2 separate regions of the Mus musculus genome follow, and region 2 is linked to region 1. The links are chromatin contacts, called in public HiChIP or PLAC-seq maps. All regions are on one chromosome and are shown on one strand. The core of a region is the stretch at or near the end of the contact, and the rest is flanking DNA. Distances in the headings are between cores, read along the strand shown.

Region 1 (4,137 bases), core at 1,129-3,628:
CTCTGGACAGGTAGACATCAGGGTCTACCTGGACCTCACATGTGGCCACAAGTCATGCTCTACTAAAAATGAGAAAGGGGGCAAGATGGTTTATGCTCAGCTAAGAGCTGAAGGCCCCACCAAAAGTGAAGAGAGACCCCGAGTTGGCTGAGTTACATCCCTTCGGAATGGTATCCTCAAAACTCCTTGTCCACCTCACCTGCCACTCAGCTGTTTGGTAACTAAGACTGCACATTGCAGTGGCCTCTGCAAAGTCCTCTCTTGGCGGAGGAATTTTCTTCCCCCAGTCAGATGTATCCCCTTGGAAGCAGAGGCTAGCCCACATTCTCCAGCATGTGGTACAGAGTCTTCCCACACAAGAAGTACAGCTATACTCGATCTAATTTTCTAATATGCTCTTTTGTTTTGTTTGGTTTCATGGCAGCATCTTATTCTTATAGCCCTGGCTGGTCTGAAATTTAGTATGTAGACCAGGCTGGCCTCAAACTCACAGAGATCTGCCTGCCTCTGCCTCCTGAGTGCTGGAACTAAATGTGTATGCTCCAATATGCTCTTAGGTTTGGAGACAAGGTCACATGTCCTTAGAAATTTCCCCTCTTCATGGTCCCTGGTACTTGCATAGGCAAACATGGAAACTACAGAGGGTGGAAACCCCAGGAAGAGCTAAGCTACAGGGTTTCTACCAAACCTAGGTAGTGGGGGCAAAGGAAGCCAGTTGTGACCTCAAGGAAGAGGGTGTTATCAGTGGGTCTGCCCAGACATTTTTCTAACCCACTGGTCACAGGATTACAGAAATCCTTCCAGCCACATCATCATTAGCATCATCGACCCTCAAATCTAAGAACACAGAGACACAGGAAAGTCAGAGAGGTTTTTCCAAGGTCACAAAGTTAGGATTGGTGAGCCAGTGCTCAAACTCCACCAACTGCACTCCATACCTTTTACCTTACCCCCCCCCACCCACACCCACACACACTCAAATGGCAGTGATCACATGCAGTCCCCCTTGCCCTCTCCTGTCACACAGGGTCCCAGGTCCCTGTCCAGAGGCCACGGGATGAGCAGAGGCTCCAAGTCTTGACCGCAGTACCTTGGTGAAATCACTTCTGAACCCAGAGAGGTTCTCATCAATAATCTATAAAACAAAAGTCATCTCAGTGGGCATCTGGGCGATTGAATATGCTAATCTATGTAAAAGACTTAGAGCAAGGTCTGGCCCCAGAAGCTTTCAATAAACTCGCTCCGTTATTAATAGGATTGCTCCAACTGGAGCGTTCCAGGTCTCTCTGGCTGACCTCCTCTCCTCTACAGGAGGTTTGTGAATTGACTTCCAACACCTCCCTGTGTTTTTTCTCTCTCCATCTTCTTTGCCCGCCTTCTCTTCTCCTCCTCCTCCTCCTCCCAAGCCTGACGTGCCATTGAATCTGTTTAATTCACCCAAGGCTCAGAGCCCCAGATCCCTGAATGTGACAGATTGAGGGGGTGGGCTAAGAGTGGAGAATGGCAGAGTTGGTGTAAGAGGACTTAAATAGACTTGCACATGCTCCCCTTTCAAAGCAGCAGATTCTGCCCCACTGTGGGGCAGCTTTTGTTTTGCCTTTCCTTGAGTAAGTGGGTAGATGTTTTTCTCTGTTTCTTCTCAGCAGGGTGCCGTGTGTGTGTGTGTGTGTGTGTGTGTGTGTGTGTGTGTGCATGCATGCATGCTCCATGCATGCATGTGGCTTTGCATACATGTTCTGGTGTGATCTTAGAACCCCAGTGCCTGATAGGTGGCAAGCACTCGAAGGGCTAGCTAATGAAGGAAGCCTTTTAAAACCCCCGGTTCCTTCTCTGTGGCTCTGTTACCCATCCTTGCTTGCTTCTGGCATCCCTCTTCCACTGTGTAGGAACGAGGTTTCAGCACAAGGTTCCAACACAGTGAATGCTGGGGCCTGAGCATTGAGACGAAGCTGAGCACACCTCCAGAGATGGAAACGGTGTCCTGGAGATCAGCGGTTCTCAACCGGTGGGTTGAAAGACTTTCCCAAGGGTGGCATATCAGATATTTACATTACAGTTCATCACAGTAGCAAAATTACAGTTACGAAGTAGCAACAAAAATCATTTCATGATTGCGGGTCACCACAACATGAAGAACTGTATTAAGGGGTTGTGGCATTGGGAATGTTGAGAACTGCTACTGTAGGGTTTGAGTTAAGGGCTGATAAGAAACCCATTCCACTTTCTGAAGGCTGAAATCATAGAGGCTGAGCTCTCTTCACTTGGCCATGGTGCATCAGAGGACCCAGGCTCAGTTCTTATCCCACTGTTTACTGAGTAGATCTCACTCTGACCAAACCCTAGCTCCCTCTCGGATGGAGCAGAGCCACAGGTTACACCCCCAGTCAGTCTGACAGTGAGTGGGTGCCTCTTCAAGCTGAAAGCCAGGAGAATATGGGGCACAGGAACTGAGACTCTCCAGATATCAGAGAGAGAGAGAGACAGACAGACAGACAGACAGACAGACAGACAGACAGAGACACAGAGAGAGACAGAGAGAGAAGGAGGGACAGGAGGAAGAACGGAAGACTCTCTCAGACTCTGTCAGACCTGGTGGGACATGGTGGTGGGTGGAGGCTGGAAGGGGAGGCAGCCATTTACCGGCACAATCAACAAACAAGGGCTGAGAACACAAAGCCAGGCATTGTGCAAACTCTGAGGAAGTAAAAAGGAATTCTTATTTATAATTTACACCCCACCTACTTCCAAAGAGAATTTTAAAGGTGACTCACAGTGAAAACCACATATGAAGCAAGATCACTGAGTTAAAAATTGAAAAGCCAATCCGTGAGGAGAAAGAGAGGAAGTCTGTATTACTTAGTCACCACATGCCAAGGTCCTTCTGCCCAATGGCTCCGGTTTACAGAAGGGGGCGACAGGAGCCAGGAGGCGTGGCCAAAGCCAAGAGAAAGACAGGCCACTCAGGTCCCTAGGGGCTATCATATTTTAGAGAGCATGAAAACATTTCAAATTTTCCTTTAAAACTAGAATTTAACAGAACAATTAAGTTAAAGAAAATGGATTAATATCTAATATCAGTGGACTGGTCTTTACGCTAACAAAATCATATTTAATTTGGGGGTGGAAAAGAGGCTCACAAGAGTCAAATCTGAGATCCCCAAAGCATGTAGTGAAGCCTGGGGTACACACTCAGGCCCATAACCTGCGCTGGGACACTTGTCACTAGATCTTCAGCTGGAACATCACCACAATGAGTGGGGATTCACAGAGATATGCAGGGGACACAATCACTTTCTGTACGGTGTGACTGGAGCAGAAATGTGCTTTGGATTTCAGATTTACTCCTGTAGCTAATCTATCCTTAGCAGCTCTACTAGGTAGAGCAGGGGAAAGGAACCCTTGTTATCCAAGTTGGCAAACTTCTGACTTGCTTTAGTAATAGAAAATGGTCATTCGTAGGTGACTCGTGGGTACAGGTAAATCCCAGTCTTTTGAATTCCCCTTGTGCCCCACATTGGCAAATGATTCTGTTTTCCCAGAAGCATGGGGAGGCTGTCTGGGTTCTCCATGTATCCTGAATCCTTACTGTCTTCAACAAGTGAAGCCTGCTCCAGCACACCTATGGATTCACCTCAGATGTCACTGTCACCATCATACGTCTTTATTCTTCAACACGCCCTCACTTGCCTGGCTGTGCCCTGGCATACTAGAGAGCAGTGTGGTAGAGTTGACAATGGAAGTGGCAGGGAAGAGCGTAGGCCTGACTCCACCTAGTCTCTCCCCCTTCCCTATTCCCACAGACCACAATGATGGAAATGTCAAGTGTCCCCATCTCAAAATCTATTCAGTCAGGCTCACACTTTACATGTTAGATGGGATTCCTTTCTTCCCTTGACAATAGCTTGCTTTCCATCAGAGAAGCAAGCATTGCTTTCATGAACAAAACCCAGAAGAACAATATTTATAGGCTGTGGGAGCCTATCTAATAACCATCGTAGGATATCCTAGGAAATGTGACCCCACACAGACAGGTTCAGCAGGAGCATCCACTTATGCTGATTTCAAATTACAGAATAAATATAGTCCATGTCCTTATATGAGGAACACTATACAATACAAACACTGTCTTCAACACTC
Region 2 (4,203 bases), core at 1,205-3,704, 390 kb after region 1:
ATAGGACCCTTGACAAAGGAAAGGAAAAATTTCAGGACCGACTGTCTAAATAAAGAAGCATAGGAGCATCCCAAAAAGCTGAGATGGGTCTGGAGATGACCCAGCAGCTAAGTGCCCTTGCTCTGAAATCATGAACGTTCAGAGTTCAAATCCCGGCACCCACACAAGAAGTCTGACTTCACTGTATCAACTTGTAACCTAGTTGGGGTTTGCTGGTGTGCAGCAGGTAGTGGGTAGTGAGCCCTAGCAAGTTGTGCACCTCAGGAAGAGGGAGAGACTGCCACAGAGGAACAGGCAGAGAATAAAACAGCACACAATGTGCCTTCTTCTGGCTTCAAGATCAACACTGCCAGACGAACTATGCCTCCAACCTTCCCCCCCACTTTTTTCCAAACATGGTCTCAGGTAGCCCGTGCTGACCTCACCCTCACTCTGTAACAAAGGGTGGCCTCCGTTTCCCGGTCTCCCTTGTCTCTACCTTCCAAGTGTTGAGACCAAGGGCATGCCTCACCATACCCAACTTATTTTGTTATTAGTTTAGAATTTTTTATTTTAATTTGGGGGTATATGAGTATTCGAACACGTGTATAATCAAATGTGTACCTGTTTCTGAAGAGACCAGAAAGAGCATCAGACCCCCTGGCACTGGAGGGCTAGAGTTACAGACAGTTGTGAGATGCCACGAGGGTTCTGGGAACCAAACCTAGGTCCTCGCTGCCGAGTCATCTCCAGCATCCCATCCCCCACCACTTCCCAGCTTGGGTTTTGGTTTTGGTTTGAGCTAACCGTAGTATGTGAACTATTTACTGACTTTAGAAAAAGCAAATTTTTGCTGCCCGAGGTTGAGGGCAAATTAAATAAATTAAGAAGTAAAAAATCAGCCATGATAGCAGCCTGTGCTGCTGAGCATTCCTAGGGTTAAAGTAAAAGGAGATTTTGTTTCCTGCTCGGTTTAACCTGTGCAGATCTGTGTGCAAGACCTGGAATCTGAGGACCTTAAAGGTCGAGGCGTACCACAGTCTAGGCTGCAGACAGCCTTACTTTGGAGTCAGTGTGTTTTTATGCACACATGAAACACAGCAAGCAGTGATCCAAGGAAGGGTTTGAGTTCAGGAAAAAAACAACACATAAATAAACATCAGTAAGCACATACTGAATACTGACAGAGCAGCCCTATCCCAGAACTTCGTCAGGACAGACCCACGGAAGCACAGTTGCCTGGACGTACTATAGATTCTATCTGGGAAAGCATGGAAGCAAGGCAGAAGGCCGTATCAGATTCAGGGTTCGCTGACCAGGCTGGGTTCTACCGTATGATCTGACATCCATCAAGAATAAATTGAAATTTGAATGCCAATGTTTGTTGCAGGAGGCACAAAATCATGTCTGAGAACAATTCAGGGAACAAAGTGCCCTCTGCCTTTTCTCCTGGAGCCTCGCTCACAGTTCCCCACAGCACTGCTCACGATGGTAGTCCTTTGACGTGGCAACAATCCTTCCTGCAATGAGCACCTGTGACTGTTTCCTGGTAAGCCTAGACCAACGATGACGAAGCAGCCAAGAAGCTAGTGTTCTGGCCTAGTTTCATCTCTGTCATGGTCTGTTTGTCATGTCTCGTGCCTTTGGGTATGAGTGGATCCCAGGGTGATCTCCTGTGGGAAGCCACAAACGCCATTACAAGATGGCGCTGGCTACCACTGGCCACCACCCATGATTATGGGTAAACAACCAATGTGCGCACGTGCATAAGAGTTTTTTGCCTAGTCACTGCCTGGCCCGACGCATATTAATGAGGTACTGGTAGCATAACCAATCAGGTATGGACACGTCACTCCTAGGCCTATATAAGCAGCGCCATTTCTGGGGCTCGGGGTCTTTCGCCTACGCCGTCCATGCTCTCCCAATAAACGTGTTGTAGAAGGATCCTGTTGTGGCGTCTCACTTGCTGGCAAGTCAGGCGTCCCACAATCTCCTCTTTACTACTTAATTTATTGATTATTCAGTGTTAGGGATCAGAACTAGAACTCCACAGAAAGTAAATACTTTAACCTGCTCTACACTCCTCTCTCTCTCTCTCTCTCTCTCTCTCTCTCGGGAGGGTGGCAAGACAGGATTTCTCTATGTAACAGAGCCCTGATTTTTCTGGACTGACTCACTTGTAGACCAGGCTAGCCTCGAGCTCACAGAGATCTGCCTGTCTCTGCCTCCTGAGTGCTGTAACTAAAGGCATGCACTGCCACCAACGCCTCTGCCACCACCACCACCACCACCACTTAGCTTGAGTTCTCAAAGGATCCTGATGGCAGGAAAGAGAAAGAAGGGGGAGGGGCAACTGTGTCCAAAAGATCCAATTAGTTCAGGGCCACAGGAGTGACTTCTCAGTACAGTGTACAACCGTTACCGTATGTGTGAGCCAGAGGTAAGGTGGATGTCTAATGGTAGGCTGGGCCCTGACTTGGGGCTGGAGTGTCTGTTCCCATGGGTCAAAGGTTGAGCCCTTTCCTAGGAATCACGTATTTACTCTTTGACTCATCCAGCAAATATCTCATTCCTTGAAGCTACAGATATTTATTGAGCATCTACTATGTTCTAGTATAGGCACTGAGGATGTAGCAGGGACCAGACACATGAGAAGTAACACAGACGGATGAAATAGTCAGTAGATTAGACAGTGCTAAGGAGAAAAACCAAGTCTAGAGGAGGGTAGCAGACGCAAGCCTTCATCCTACGAAAAGCATCTCAGATAAGCAAATTGACACTGCAGTGAACACCCAGTTAAGGAACTGAGGATTGAGTCATGCAGGAGTCTGGGGAAATATTTGTTGAGGTCCCAAAGAATTTCTACCTCTGTGGGCAGGTGGGGGGTGGGGGGTGGGGAGAGGAGGCTGGGCCCTGGCAAAATTCCAGCCAAAGGCCACCAGAGGAAGGAACACCTAAGCTAGGTTTCCATTGCACAAGGGCACTGTTAAGTGTGTCGATCCTGTGTTAGGAACAAAAGCCGAGGGTCTTCACAAACTATGCCCAGGAAATGGGAGACGTTTTGTGTCAGGATCATTTTTCAGCTTCATGGTTTTTTTTTTCTTTTTCCAGAAGACTATTTTTATAAATTACTGATCATAGCATAATCTGAGCCCTTAGCAACCGTCTGGTGTTCATGGTTTCCAAATGTGGTGAGAAAAAGAATCCTCTGAACTGCTTGGATGAAGGATACTGACTTCAGCCTGCCCCGGTGGCACACGCCTGTCATCCTAGCTACTGAGGATGCCAGGGAGGGAGGTGGTAAGATAAAGGCTCACCTGGACAACTATGTGGAGAGACTCTTTCAGTGAATAACTATAAAATGTTTGTCAGAGTACTTGACTAGGCAAGCATGCAGACTCAGATCAAGTGAGTCTGCAGTACCAAAGTGAAAAAAGACCCTATAGACTCCACCTCAGCCTTGGTCAAAGTTCCAGCCCTTGGCGGGAGGTGGGGGGAAGGGGTGGGCTGAGGCAGGAAGATAGTGAGTTCTAAACCATCCTGAGATAGACTCTGTCTGCAAAGACTAGACCAAACTAAACAAACCTGGATTCTAGCCATCACCCCAGCCCTGTCCCCAGAGGGCTCTGGATTCTGGCTGTCACCCAGCCCTGCCCCCAGAGGGCTCTGGGGTCTGCATGTTTAGCCAGCACCCTAGGTGACTCCACTCCAGGCTGTTTGGGAGGCTCAGAGAGTGTTTACAAACAAGGGAAAGGAGGCCTGGTGAGAGGCATGTCTTGCCCAAGGGAGAACTGGTCAGTCAAGCAGGGCTGGGAGTGATACTTCAGTTTCCCAACTCCCTCTGTCTGTGACTGTTTTTATTTTCACACAACACAAAGATAGCCTGTGATATTGGAACAGATGCCAGGCCGGGCATTTGTTAAGATATGCCAGTAATAAAGGACATAACAATTACTACCTTTGAGAGCTGAGTGCCCTAGTTACAGTCTGTAAGGGAATGCTTGGTTCTGTTTATGGGGCCCAATAAAATGATGAATAATATGTGAGCTAACTGATTTGGTAAGAAAAGTTTTTTCTCACACAATTTTTATTTTTGTTTGTTTGTTTTTCAAGAAAGGGTTTCTCTGTGTAGCTCTGATTGTCCTTCCTAGAACTCGCTCTGTAGACCAGGCTACCCTCAAATTCAGAGATCTCCTGCTTCTGCCTCCTTAGCACTGTGAGCAA

Evidence for each region. HiChIP or PLAC-seq counts read pairs in DNA pulled down with a chosen protein or histone mark.
Region 2: a FOXA1 HiChIP or PLAC-seq map of pancreatic cancer cells shows a contact between it and region 1. The contact joins two enhancer-like sites. A contact is called at or near these places in 1 of 15 datasets of contacts at CTCF or cohesin (the NIH/3T3 cell line), 2 of 484 Hi-C or Micro-C datasets (adipose-derived mesenchymal stem cells and cortical neurons), 3 of 115 datasets of contacts at active chromatin or transcription factors (embryonic stem cells, fibro-adipogenic progenitors and pancreatic cancer cells) and 1 of 9 other capture datasets (embryonic stem cells).

Annotation. Positions count from the first base shown.
Region 1 is chr17:87,167,768-87,171,904 of GRCm38.p6, forward strand. No RefSeq gene overlaps it. Among named protein-coding and RNA genes, the nearest start is that of C330024C12Rik, 25 kb to the right of the region's middle. Within about 2 kb of position 2,379, at least 94 of the 459 cell types and tissues checked have an H3K27ac peak or open chromatin away from gene starts, as enhancers often do. A contact at or near this core is called in pancreatic cancer cells, where this site is marked.
Region 2 is chr17:87,560,392-87,564,594 of GRCm38.p6, forward strand. All of the region lies in intron 1 of Gm46587 (a long non-coding RNA gene), which reads right to left. Among named protein-coding and RNA genes, the nearest start is that of Gm46587, 8.3 kb to the right of the region's middle. Within about 2 kb of position 2,455, at least 31 of the 459 cell types and tissues checked have an H3K27ac peak or open chromatin away from gene starts, as enhancers often do. A contact at or near this core is called in pancreatic cancer cells, where this site is marked.